Linked DNA regions of Mus musculus: regions 2 and 3 are each linked to region 1. The links are chromatin contacts, called in public HiChIP or PLAC-seq maps. All regions are on one chromosome and are shown on one strand. Each heading gives the region's core, a stretch centred on a gene start, on an enhancer-like site or on the middle of the called end of the contact. The rest is flanking DNA. Distances are from core to core; before and after follow the strand shown. Region 1 overlaps Gm39050 (a long non-coding RNA gene). Region 2 holds the start of Capn5 (calpain 5). Region 3 holds the start of Omp (olfactory marker protein).

What was found. HiChIP or PLAC-seq counts read pairs in DNA pulled down with a chosen protein or histone mark.
Region 2: a contact with region 1 is called in a FOXA1 HiChIP or PLAC-seq map of pancreatic cancer cells. The contact joins the promoter of Capn5 here to the enhancer-like site in region 1. A contact is called at or near these places in 2 of 39 promoter capture datasets (cranial neural crest and liver), 2 of 484 Hi-C or Micro-C datasets (embryonic stem cells and muscle stem cells), 2 of 115 datasets of contacts at active chromatin or transcription factors (embryonic stem cells and pancreatic cancer cells) and 1 of 9 other capture datasets (adipose tissue).
Region 3: an HNF4G HiChIP or PLAC-seq map of pancreatic cancer cells shows a contact between it and region 1. The contact joins the promoter of Omp here to the enhancer-like site in region 1. A contact is called at or near these places in 1 of 115 datasets of contacts at active chromatin or transcription factors (pancreatic cancer cells) and 1 of 9 other capture datasets (liver).

The regions. Positions count from the first base shown.
Region 1 is chr7:97,768,925-97,773,085 of GRCm38.p6, forward strand. All of the region lies in intron 1 of Gm39050 (a long non-coding RNA gene), which reads right to left. Among named protein-coding and RNA genes, the nearest start is that of Gm39050, 29 kb to the right of the region's middle. Within about 2 kb of position 2,102, at least 42 of the 459 cell types and tissues checked have an H3K27ac peak or open chromatin away from gene starts, as enhancers often do. A contact at or near this core is called in muscle stem cells and pancreatic cancer cells, where this site is marked.
Region 2 is chr7:98,176,160-98,180,320 of GRCm38.p6, forward strand. It overlaps Capn5 (calpain 5), which reads right to left and starts at 2,115. Exons shown (of 13, transcript NM_007602.4): 1 at 1,885-2,115. Gm16938 (predicted gene, 16938) reads left to right here and starts at 1,035. Exons shown (of 3, transcript NR_045972.1): 1 at 1,035-1,329; 2 at 3,166-3,251.
Region 3 is chr7:98,143,563-98,147,723 of GRCm38.p6, forward strand. It overlaps Omp (olfactory marker protein), which reads right to left and starts at 1,885. Exons shown (of 1, transcript NM_011010.2): 1 at 1-1,885. The coding sequence starts at 1,856. The coding sequence ends at 1,365. The region is part of intron 3 of Capn5 (calpain 5); the gene reads right to left.

The sequences.
Region 1 (4,161 bases), core at 852-3,351:
CTTTTGCACATAGGAGAGTCCCAGTGGGTTTATTGAGATGTCACCATTGTAACCAGTGAGCATCTGCAAGACTCATAGAGCTGTTGGGACAGGGCCGCACATAGAAAGCAGGCTGTTGTCCTTCCTCCCAGTACACTGCTTATCCAGTCTCAGGTGCTGATGACTCTAACATTTAGCAGGTGTCTAGGTCACTCTTTTCGGAAGGGTCTTTGGAACAAGTAAGAATGTCTTACCAGTCTGGGGCTGCTCAGCCTGACCTTATCTCAAAGGAACAAAACTAACTACTGGGGTGTGGTTATCATTCTGTCTAAGCTCCACCCCACAGTTACCTGGCAATAGCCAGGTAGGCCTGGCCCACTATAAAAGGGGCTGCTTGCCCCCTCCCTCCTCTCTTGCCTCTCCCTCTTGCTCCCCTCCCCCACCCCTGTTCCCTTTCCCCTTCTCTTCACGTGGTCATGGTCGGCCTCTACTTCTTTACTCTCTCCCTCTCTCTGCCTTTCTCTGTCTCTACTACCCTCTTAACTTCCCTCTCCATGCCTTCAATAAACTCTATTCTATACCATACTGTCTCTCGTGGTCCCTCAGTGGGAAGGGATGCCTCAGCATGGGCCCACTGAGGCACCCCTCCCCCTATACTTCATCACACCCCCATAGAACATATTCTTATACCTCTTTATCTTTTTATAAACACACCAGGTGCGGGATGTAGCTAAGAACACGTACATGTAGCTGAACATTTGTCCAGCATGTGTGAGGTGCTGGAGTCCATTTGCTGCAAAGGCAAGCAAGCAAGCAAGCCAGCCAACAGAATCACTCTGTGGTCCACAGGTCCTGGCTGGAAGTTACAGGCTGTCTTAGAAGGTAAAGGGGTGGTGCCAAGCAACTCCAGCAAGTCATCCTCTGACCTCCACAAGCATGCTGTGGCATATCTGGTTTTACATACACACACATACACACCACAAAGAATTAAAAATTCTTTTTTTTTTTACAACATCTAAATTACTAATATCAGGTAGTTTGTTTTAAATTTAACAACTTGAAGCATAAAATAAGGTCATTTTATTTAATATTCAAATTTAATTGTCCAAAGTCCCCATCATCCTGCCCATCCAGGGAGCTGCTTTGTAATTCTAATAGAGTTTCTCAAGTCTGTGACAATATTCTTCATCTTAAGTCTTAGCACAGCTTATTGCTTTTGGGGAAAACATATAAAAAGTGTATCCACAGTGTTAAAATTGTCCTACAAAATTGTCCAGTCTTTAAAAGATACTACTCTGTTTTTTTAGAAAAGGAGTGCCTTGGGTACTTGACAGGTTATGGTAAGAGATGATCTCTGTGTATCTGGTGAAATCTCGGAGGAGCCATTTGGATTTGCCCTAACAGGAGACGGAGCAGGGAAATGCAGTAAGCATCATTTACTTTGTTCCAGGCATATTGTTATCTCGATGGATTGTTTTGTTTGTTTGTTTGTTTTGGTTTTGGGTTTTTTTTTTTTGAGACAGGGTTTCTCTGTGTAGCCTTGGCTGTCCTGGAACTCACTTTGTAGACCAGGCTGGCCTCGAACTCAGAAATCCTCCTGCCTCTGCCTCCCGAGTGCTGGGATTAAAGGCGTGTGCCACCACGCCCGGCCTGGATGGATTTTTAAAGCACAAGTATTTTTGTAGTATTTTTGCTTCATTTAAACATTAGGAAACTAAAACAGAAGCGTGTGACCTCATATCACATAGCTGAGATGCAAGGGATCTAACTAACTCTACAGCACGAGTCTTCAACTGTAACACGTCATGTCCTGCTGAGCAGTGGAAATTTTCTTGTTTCCATGTAGAAGGATACCAGTGTATCAGTGTACATAGAGTCAAACTCACATTATTATCATTCTACAATGGGAGAACATGCAATCTCATTGAGATGAATTACAAACAGTGTTGTGTGTTAACTAAGTAGCACTTTTGCCCTGGCAGCTATCAACATGGCCCTGGAAGTGTCAGCACACAAACAAAATTTACAGAGATAATATTTACACTGATCTCAGCAACAGGGTCCAGCTGCGTCTCCACCGGGCCTGTGTGTGCTTGCTTCTCTTAGAGTCTACTTATTAGAAAATTAAGGGACAGAATGCAACTGACCCAAGCATGAGTCACAGCGGGTTCTGTGAAATATAACAGTCTGAGCCAAAAAAGGGAGGAACCAGTCCAACAGTAGCTAGAAATCAAACAAGAAAAATATTGTCAATTTAGAATCATAATGAAAGCTGGGTGTGTTAGTGCACACATATAATCTCAACACTCAGAGACAGAGGCAGAAGGTCCCTGCAATTTTGAGGGCAGCCTGTTCTACATAGGGAGTTCCAGACCAACCCGGGCTATGTAGTGAGATTCTGTGTCAAAGAAAAAAAGAGAAAAGAAAATCACAACAAACCAAGACATGAGCCAGTATTTGATGCTCTGCTAGCCTACTACTTCCCAGGCAAAGGCCATTCCCTCTCTGTTTCTGAGCCATGGGAGGTGACTGGGGGTTGCCAAGATTGTCCTGGCAGTGAGTGGTGTTACTAAAATTGACATTTATAAAACGAAATCCAGTAACTGCTCCCTTTTTGTTTATGAATATCACAATTCAGTAGTGGCCAAATTCATTAATAGATAACTAGCGAAAATAAAACTTTAAAAGATTATGAATTTAGGACCTGATTGATATAAGATTGCGACACCTTCCATAGATGCCAGTTCGTTAAAAACAATTAGCTTTTGACAAGGTCTCTCATGTATCCCAAGCTGGTCTTGAACTCACTAGGAAGTCCATGATGACCTTTAACTCCTAATCTTTCTCTCTCTACCTCCCCGGGACAACGGGTATAGACATGCACCATCATGCCCTGTTTATGTGGTGCTGGGGTTTGAACTGAGGGCTTCCTGCATGCAAGATAAGCACTTACCAACTGAACTATATCCCAAGTACTTATCAACCGAACTATATCCCTAGCCTGCAAACACATTCCTAAAAAACAACACTCTTACAAAAGAAAACATTTAATTAGGGATGGCTTATAATTCAAAGGTTTAGTCCATTATCATCATGGTGGGAAACATGGTAGCATGCAGGCAGAGAGAGCAAGAGAGAGAAATCTCAAAGCCCACCCCCACTGACAACTCCCAATCCTTACAAACAGTGCCAATCCCTGGTGACCAAGTATTCAAATATATGAACATGTGTGGGGAAAATAGAGAGAAGGCCGGTGTTAAACCATCACCTTCCCTTAGACCTTGAACAAGAATCTTGGCTTCTCTGAGCTCTTGTGTGTGAATCAGTCACGCAGCAGTGCTGAACTCTCTGCCATCCTGGGGCCAGTTATTAAAGTCTTGACCATCTGGCATCAACTATGTTTGAAGTATTTATTCTGAAAACAGTCAACAAAGTCTCTAAATAAAGGAACTTACTCCCATAGAGAATATTTATTAGTACACAGCTATACCGTTCCCGTTCTTTTCCAAATCCTGTAAAAGGAAGATGATGATTTCCACGTAAGGATTAATTACTAGGGTATTGAACCAAACAAAGCTAGGGCATTGATAGACATTCACTTGACAAGGAATTGCGTGCAATGCCACATTGGTTCATGGTGGCAGTGTTTTGAGATAAGCGTTGTTACTTCCAAGGATAATCGCCTCCTTTACATCTGCACACACAGTACCTAGGATGGTTATAAAGCACAAACCAGTCTCGCCTACTTTCTGCCTACTGCTGCTCACTAGTCAGGCCACAGAGAAGTCCAAATCCCTCCTGTTGCCCTCAGGTCTCAAGCAGAATATTGACAGGTATAGCTACTGAAACCTGAGCTCAAGGTCCAATTCACCAGCATGACTTTGGACAATGGATTTTAGCCTCCCCGTGCCTTACTTTCCTACCTCTAAAACAGGAAGGGTACCAACCTCATGTCGTTACTGGGATTAAACTTTATTGCTTCATTTGAACCACTAAGAGTAGCATCTGGCCCTCAGCATACACTCAGGGCGTGCTCAGTTTTAGCTGAGTATGTATTTGAGTGTGTTATGCTCACCAAGCTCTGACAGTGCATCAGTGGGAAGGCCTGCCTACCATATCTGAGGCCCTGGGTTTAAGGCAGAGGCTCAACACAGTGCCCGGCCTGTCATAAATGTTCTGCCA
Region 2 (4,161 bases), core at 865-3,364, 410 kb after region 1:
CATGGGCAAGCAGGAAGACAAGGAGACAGTCTGCAGGAGGAAGACGACAGGCCGTTCAGGCAAGAGGGTGGTGGAGAGTGGCTTCCCAGCACCCTCTGAGGGGACAAGGAAGGCCTCCTTTTGGGGGGACCAGATCTCAGAGCCATCCTAAGAGCATTCAGGGAAATTAGAGAAGAATAAGACAGAGACAGCAGAGGCTTCTGAGAAGCCCACAGATGTCCCACTGAAAGCCACAGGCTTCCTGCCACCAATGCCCAACTGCCACCTGTTTGGTACTGTTTCAGAGGCAGACATTGCTCTTACCCAGTAATGGGCCCGTGAAGCTTCCCCTAGACCTTCCACTCCTGTTCCGGGAGCCCCAGAGGGTTCTCTCCTGACTTGTCACACCTAGCCTGCAGTGGGTGCTGAGAACAGCCAGGAAGGGGGTGGGGCTCTCCCTACTGTAACCTCTATAGCAACCTCTTCCCCAGGGTAGCTAAAGATGGTCCTTGTCAGACACACCCACCGTCCAGACTGGCATTCAATGTCACACCCTGTGTTTGTCCGTGAGCTTTCCTAGCCTGACTGTTTCGTAGTTTGGACTCTACGGTCCTTTCTTCACCTTGTTGGACTTTTCCTAGTCCTTGTTCAGATGAACTCTCATCAGCTCCCAGGCAAGGATGGCCCCTCTGACTTGTGCTTGACTCTGCCTTCTCACCACGCCAGTCAGGAGCTCATCTGTTGGCCCTCCATCCTCTCAGTGGGAAGAGAAGCCTCTTAGGTTAGGCTCCACCCAGGCTTCAGCTCTGACCCAGCCTAGGGCAGTAGCAGCAGCTGGGCCCACCACACCCGACCCCCCCTGGTCTTCTTCACCTCCACCCAAAACACTAAGCCTGCAGCAAGGACCAGCAAGGATCCAGGGAGGCCTCAACCTCCCTTGCACAGCAGAGCTTCCCAGGAAGATCTCCCTGAACACTTAGCTGCCCTGGGCATTGGCTGAGTGTTCCACCCTCTGGCACAGAGGAGATCAAGGCTTGTGTCTTGGGATCCTGGGTGCCAGTTCTGGCTGGGTCACCTTAGAGAGAGGCTGCCTTCCCTTCTGCTGCTGGGGCTCATCTGTGTGAAGTCTGGGGCTGACTCTCACCACAGGAAAGACTGCCAGGGCAAATGAGCACCTGTTATTGCTCTTCAGCCCCACTCCACCCCTGGGCCCCCTTAGGGGGACCTTTCCTACACTCCCCACCCCCAATCCTGACAGCTGGAGATAGGATCAATCCTGAATTGTCTCCGAAAAAAGCCAGTTTCTGCCAGACCCGCCTTGCTCCCAGTGCCACACACCCAGCCCTGAAGGTAAGGAAGAGCCCCCCCCCCCACCCCCATTCAACTAGGGGATTGTGGCCAAGAAGGGGTGAAGGGTCATCTACCTGGGATCTTTGGTCTCATGGTCTCATGCCTACTCCAAACCATGGGATGTGGACATCTAGAAAGGTTAGAAGGTTTAATGGGTTGAGGAGCACAGGCGTGAGGACAGGAAAGGGGACCTGTAAGGAAGATTAGAGTCTAGCCCACCAGTGATAAGCACACCCCAGCACTTCTGCACTGGGAACGCGGCCTCAGAACACCCAGGTGGAGGTGAGGTTGATTTCTCACCCAGGGCTGCGGGTGGAGGTAGGGATGAGCTCAGGGGCCCCGGGCATATCTTTGGGGGGTGGGGTGGGGGTGGGGCTCCGCCTCCTAGGCCTGCAGGCCAGCGCTCAACTCCCAGCCCTGAATCCGCGGGATGTACAACCCCTGCTCGGATTCGTGCTCCCAAGGCACGCACTGGCCCGCGCTGCACCTGCACACACACCCAAACGCACACTAATGTGCGCTCGCACACGCCTCCCTCCGCGCAGCGCCTCCTACCTGCCGCGTCGCCGCAGCTGGAGCTGGACTCCCGGGATGCAGAGCACAGTGCGGGCACTGGAGCGGAGGCTAGACCAGCCCGCGCCACAGCCTGGGACTCTGCGGGGAGATGATACCCCGGCAGCCCGCAGGCGGGGGTTGGAACTTGGACCCCCGGGCTTCAGTCTGTCCCGCCCCTCCTCTCAGCCTCCTCCCATTGGAGGCCAGAGGCGTGGTCTCCCGGGGTGGGGCGGGGCGGGGAAAGGGAGGTTGTTGCGCATGCGAACTAGAGAGGCTGTGCCTCCCCCCCCCCACCCCCCTCCCTGAGGCCGCCCGATAGTGCTGGCTCGAAACTGAAAGGGTGGCCCTGACCCAACACTCCTTCAAACCCCACTCCAGTGCTGTCCGCGATAGGAGAGCATCCCGGGACGTTGGCTGCCTACCTCGCCATTGGCCTTGGAGGACCTGCGTGCCCCACTAAGTGCTGGCAGAGAATGTTGGCCGACTTGGGGTATGCATCTTAGCCGGGCTCAGACAGGGCCAAGGCAGGGCAGCTGAGAATGGGAAGACCCAATGAGATGAGAACCACTCCCTTTCCATTTGTATCCAAACACCCATTCCCAAGATTTTAGCTGGAGAAGAGGAATGTAGGCCCTGGTGAGGTGTCCAGAGGGCCCCAGTCAGTTAAGGGAAGCTGGCCCTATCCTGTCCAGACCTGTCCTGTCCTGGGCATTTATCTGCTCTGAGTGTAGACTAAAGCAGCAGGGCCCAGATTTTTGACCCTCTCTGACTGCCTTCAGAATGCCCTGGAATACACCAAGCCTTGGTTTCTTACTCTGTGAAGTGGAAACTGCAATCTCCTCAGGCCAGGCGGTTTGGGGGAATCCCAGGGAGATTTATAGATGACCAGGGCTGGCCAACAGTAGGCTGGGTCACTCTAAGGCCACAGAGACAAAGCTTGTCTGACCTGGTCATACTAGTCGCTCACAGGTCAGAAACTCAGGCCCACTCATCCCTCTAGTTTCCTGGTCTCTGTTAATGATTACCTCAACCTCAGTCATCCGGCCCTCTACCTCACCCCTGTCCCTGGCCACCTAAGTGTAGCTCCATCTGGTTACCTGACTGACCAAATAGTTTCCAACCATGTTGCTGTTCCCCCTACCCACCACCACCCACGCACAATGTTCCAAGACTACTAGGTTCCGCTCTCCATTTACCCTAGTCCTGGCCTATGGCCGCCGGCCTAGGGTTTTTACATTCTTTCCATCCCCACAGAAAAGCTCTTCTATTGCCTCCACACAGCCTCAGCGTGTCTCTGTCCAGAAGCCCTTGGTCCACAAAGCAGATCTGGATCAAGGGCTCACTCCACCAGTTACCGAGAAAGTTCTATATCCTTTAATGGTCTCAGTTTCCTTGTCTGTAAAATGGGCTTTCTAGGAGAAGCACATGGTGATTGTGGAGACAAAAAATGTCAAAAAGGTTCAGTCAAAGTCCTCAAGCAAGGTAGCAAGTAGCATTACCTCTGTCAGGGCACCTCTCAAATCTTCCGAGATAGAGCAGGGGTCATGTCTGGGAAAGTGTGTTCTTCAGCCCACAAAGCCATGGTATCCAGAGAATGCTCTGACTCTCTTCTATAGCTCTGAGTATGGAGCCAGGAGAGGGTACTATGTGTTGGTTTCATTCGTGGGCTCTGCCTTGACTCCTTAGCTGTGTGGCCTTGGACATGAGACCTGTACTGCAGAACTCAAAGCAGCACCCACACTGCAGTCGTGGGGTCTCATTGGCTTAACTCCTGGGAAGTCCTTATGGGGCCCTCTAGCTGTTACTGTCCTCTAGCCCAGCCTGCTCATTGTATAAAGATACAGTGTCTCCAGCAGCAGAGACACATACCCTGCATCATGATGTTTAGGCCCAGGTGCCTTAGAACCGGGCTTGGACTGGGAGGCCTGTCTCAGAGCCCATCTCTGGCAGCGTCCACCTTCCTGACAGATGAGGGAAGAAACCTAGAGAGACAGCGACCTGTCGAGGGCATCTGGACTTGATGGAGGAGCAGAGGCTCTGATCCTTGGGGAGCAGAAGATCAAGGCATGCCAGGAAGAGCTGGGCTGCCTACCTAACAAGGCTTTCTGGGGGGCGGATGATGCATCTTTGCCAATGTGTTGGCCTCAGGACCCTGCCAATTGGTTTTTATAAGCTTAGTCATCTAATGGTGCCATTAACGAGCCTGATGGCTAGGTGTTTTTCCATTAAATTCTCACAGTTATTAGCCCCACTTAGTCAATGGCAGACCTGAACCTC
Region 3 (4,161 bases), core at 635-3,134, 370 kb after region 1:
AGCACCGGCCAGTGCTTCGGCAAGCATGTTATGGAGCAGAGGCACCGGCTCAAGAGACACCGGTACCACAGCCTATCTCCTGCCTCCAGAATCCTGCACCTGAGCTGGGGTTTGCAGTCCTGGCAGCTCACCAGCTGGGACAGATCCTACCTTCAGTATGCCCGAGGGAGGCAGCCTTGAGACAGTCAGGGGACACTGCTGAGGTACCTCTGGCTGATGCTAGGTAACAGGCAATGGAAGGCTTTCAGGATGTGCAAGGCGAGGGACAATGAGACTTGGGGTAGAGCTGAACCTGCTAACTGTGCCACCGTTTTCCTGTCAGTTTAGGCATCACAGTCAGATAGCTCCAGCCCACTTCAGACGTCAGGCATCCTAACTGCCCCCACCCAAGCCTTACTTAGGGGTCTGCACTCCAGGAGAACAGCCAGGATATGCCCAGGGGGGTGACAGCAGGGCACAACACCAGCGAGCAGCAAATGCCAGCCTTCCTAACAGGGACATCACTGTTGCTAGCTCAGAGCCCTGGACCCCTCTAACTCTGCTACACCATTCGAGTCTCAGTCTCCCAGTTCAAAAAGCACTGCACCAAGGACGCCTCAGTCAGGATCACCTCCACCAAGTCCACAAGCCAGTACCAGCTCAATAATTAAACTAAAGTTAGCCTTACTCCTCACCAGGACTAGCCCTCAGGCCCACATCCATACAAATAGTTATGCCATCTCTCAATACCCATATGAGCGTGGGTGGCTAGAGTTGTTTCAGTTTCTACACGCTCTCTCACTTCTCCATAAAAACCAGGCCCAGACCTGGAAAAGCAGTCAGATCAAGCCCCGCTGTCATCCTGCCCAGTGTCTTGAAGGCCCTAAGGTCACAGCGGGCTGCTGCCGACACTGGGAGGAGAACCTTCCTGCTGCCAGAGGCTGGGCATTCGCCTCCTGGCTCCAGCTTTGGCCAGCAGGGCAAACGCCTTCTTGCCAGGTTCCCCGGAAGGTGTTCCTGTCCAGTCTCAGTCTCCCATCCCTGAAGGGAGGAATCAGTGCTGGCCGTTTGCATCTCTTGGTCAGTCTCTTTATCTCTCAGTCCCGCTCTTCACCACAGGGGGCCCATCCATCTTCCCACGTGGACCCAAAAGGCCTCTACAGTCTATAGTAGCAGCATCCGGCTTCTAGACTACGGAGCCATGGGACATCACTGTGAGCCGCAGCACTGGCACCAGGGAAAAGGAGGGGATGTAGCACTCGGGGGAACTCTGGCCAAGATGAGCACAGGAGGAGCAGCTAGAAGAATGTCCCCAAAATACACATGAGGAAGGAGATCCAGGCAAGGGAGAGGTGGGGCCAGGGGTAGGGCAGCCAGGGCTGTCATCAGAGCTGGTTAAACACCACAGAGGCCTTTAGGTTGGCAGGCTCCACGCCCTCGCCAAAGGTGATGAGGAAATACATGACCTTGCGGATCTTGGCCAGATCAGAAAGGCGCTCCCCAAACTCCAGGGCGTCTGCCTCATTCCAATCCATGGCGTCGGAGTCTTCCTTGCGCCAGAAGATGGCGGCGGGGTCCAGCAGCTGGCGTGTCATGAGGTTGGTGAGGTCGGGCGTCCAGTTCTGCGAGGTGCCCGTGATGGTGACCTTGCCGGGCTTGTCCAGAACCACGTTCCAGTGATCGAACTGCAGCTTCTGCTGCTGGATGAAATCGAGGCGGTAGACGGACTCAGCCGGCCGGATCAGCTTCTCACCATCCTGCTTCTTCTCCCCACGCTGCTTCAGGCTCTCTACTCGGAGCCGCATCTGCTGGGTCAGGTCCTGGTCCAGAACCAGCGGCATCTCCAGCTGCTGCTTCTGCGGCCCATCCTCTGCCATGGCCCAAGTGCTACAGCGATTGCCACTGCCACCACTACCACCAGCGTCAGGGAATCAAGTGGGCTGGATCCTCCGATGCCAAGAGAAGAGGCCACCTGAAGGCCCGCCTCCCTTTCCAGCCTTTCTGGCCCCACCCAGTTCTCAGAACAGGGGACACAGGAGTGTGTGTGTCCAACTGCCTCCTAACTGGTAAAGCTGTGCTGTAGGCAGGCTGGAGGGTGATGGGCTCCCTGGGGACCAGAGCACTGATATCAACTGCTGTGGCAACCACCTTGACTACAGTGGTAGTGGCAAGCTGGAGCTTTGCTTGTTTGTGAAGAATGGAATACTCCACAGGGCTGTTGGGAGATAGGTGAGGTTATAGACACATGGAGGTAACCGAAGACTGTCCAGGAAAGAGGTGGCAGGGCGGGGTAGCACCGGTGGCACACATTTCAGTTTTCTGTAGTCAGCCAAGCCAACTTTCCATGGTTGCCTCCTCCTCCGCACCCCCCACCCCACTCTGTCATAGCCCCTGTCAGGTCCTGTCAGGTGCCCTGGTGTCTCCCTCTCCTTTATCACCATCAGGACCCAGCCCAGCTGTCACCTCCCATCTGAACCTGCAGCTCTCAAATCCCAAATCATCTGCCAGACAGACGGCTGGCTCGGCTCCCAGAGGCCGTGGTTTGATCGATCCAACCACATAGCCACAGGATTGGCTCTCACGTCCACCAAAATCCTACCAGCCATTCCGCCTAAACTGATCCTCCACCTCCCGTGGGAGACGTGAGGCCAGGGAAGAAGCTGGGGACCTACAAGGGAATGTCAGTGGGAGGTGGAACCCAGGCAGTGTATGTGGACAGATGGCAGAACTGGAGTCTGTGAGTGCCTCTGAGTGGTGGAGACAGAGATGCTGCTGTCTCGGAACATCACACACACACACACACACACACACACACACACACACACACACACACACACACACACGAAAGAGGCATGGGGTGAGGTGTAGTAGCTGGAACCACTGGAACGGTCTAGGGGATCAGAAGTACATTCTATTGCCAGATGGAGGTCAACTGAACCACTCGGGGTTTGGGGTTATGACCAGCACAGAGCCCCATGATGCACGATGGGCAACTTGCCTGCTCTGTTCTATTTGTTTGTTTGTGTTTGTTTTGTGTTGTGTTGTTTGGCGCAGGGCCGCACTGTGTAGCCATCCAGGCTGGCCTCAGGCTCCCAGAAACCCTCCTGCTTGAGCCTCCCACGTGCTGGGCTCACAGGTATGAGTCACCACGGCAAACTGTTTTATTTTGTTTTGTTTGTAGAGTACTGGGAATTGAACTCAAGGGCTCTGTAACTGAACCACACGCCCTAGATCAGTTCCTTTTTATTTTAAGGCAGGACCTCAGTAAGTTGCCGAGACTGGTTTCAATCTCACAATCCTCCTGCCTCAGCCTCTCCAGTGGGGGTTTTGGGATGAAGGAGAAGCTCAGAGGTGTCAGTATAGAGTGCTCAGCTGGCACAGACAAGATCCTGGATTCAGACCCCAGTGCTGAGAAAAATCAACCTCAACCCCTGGGGTGAGCCCTTGGGGCCACTAGCAGCAATTCCCGAAGACAGAATTGGAAAGAGATGAGGTGAAGCTGCCTGCTCACCGGCTGGCCCTGGGCGTGAGCCTGAGAGCTGTCACTGAGGCAGTGCTACTTACGCTCTGACGAGAAACCGCTTCAGTGCTCCCAGCACTACACACTGATCTTAAAGAGTTTTTTCGTTGCATTTATTTGTTTATTTATTCATTTATTGTGTGCCTACATGTGCATGTGTGGACTCGTGAGGCTGGGGGGCAATCTGAGGGCGTCGGTTCTCTCCAAGCACTATAAAGGTCCAGGACTGAGGCCGACTGTTAGGCAACAAGCCCCTGTCTCCCCCAGCCACATGGCAAGCTCAGCTTGTGTCTGTGTGTTTGTTCCCATGTCTGAGGGAGTGATGTGTGTGTGTGTGTGTGTGTGTGTGTGTGTGTGTGTTTGTGTGAGTGTGAATAAGTGCAAATGAGTGTGTGGTGTGACAACTGGTGTGTATGAGTAGGGTGCTGGGGACACAAGCCCAAGCTCTGCCTAAGGCAGGCAGGTGCTTTCCCACTGAGCTGGCCCCCAGCTCTTGCTCTGTGTCTAGGATATCTCTGGTGGACCAGACGCCCTGACAGGGCAGGTGTTACATCTGTCTTGTTCGTCACGGTATGTGAGAACAGGGCTTGCCATGCTCAGAGGGAAGGGAGAGGGGCTCAGAAGGCAGAATAAATGGCAGGAATGCTGAATGAATGAATGAA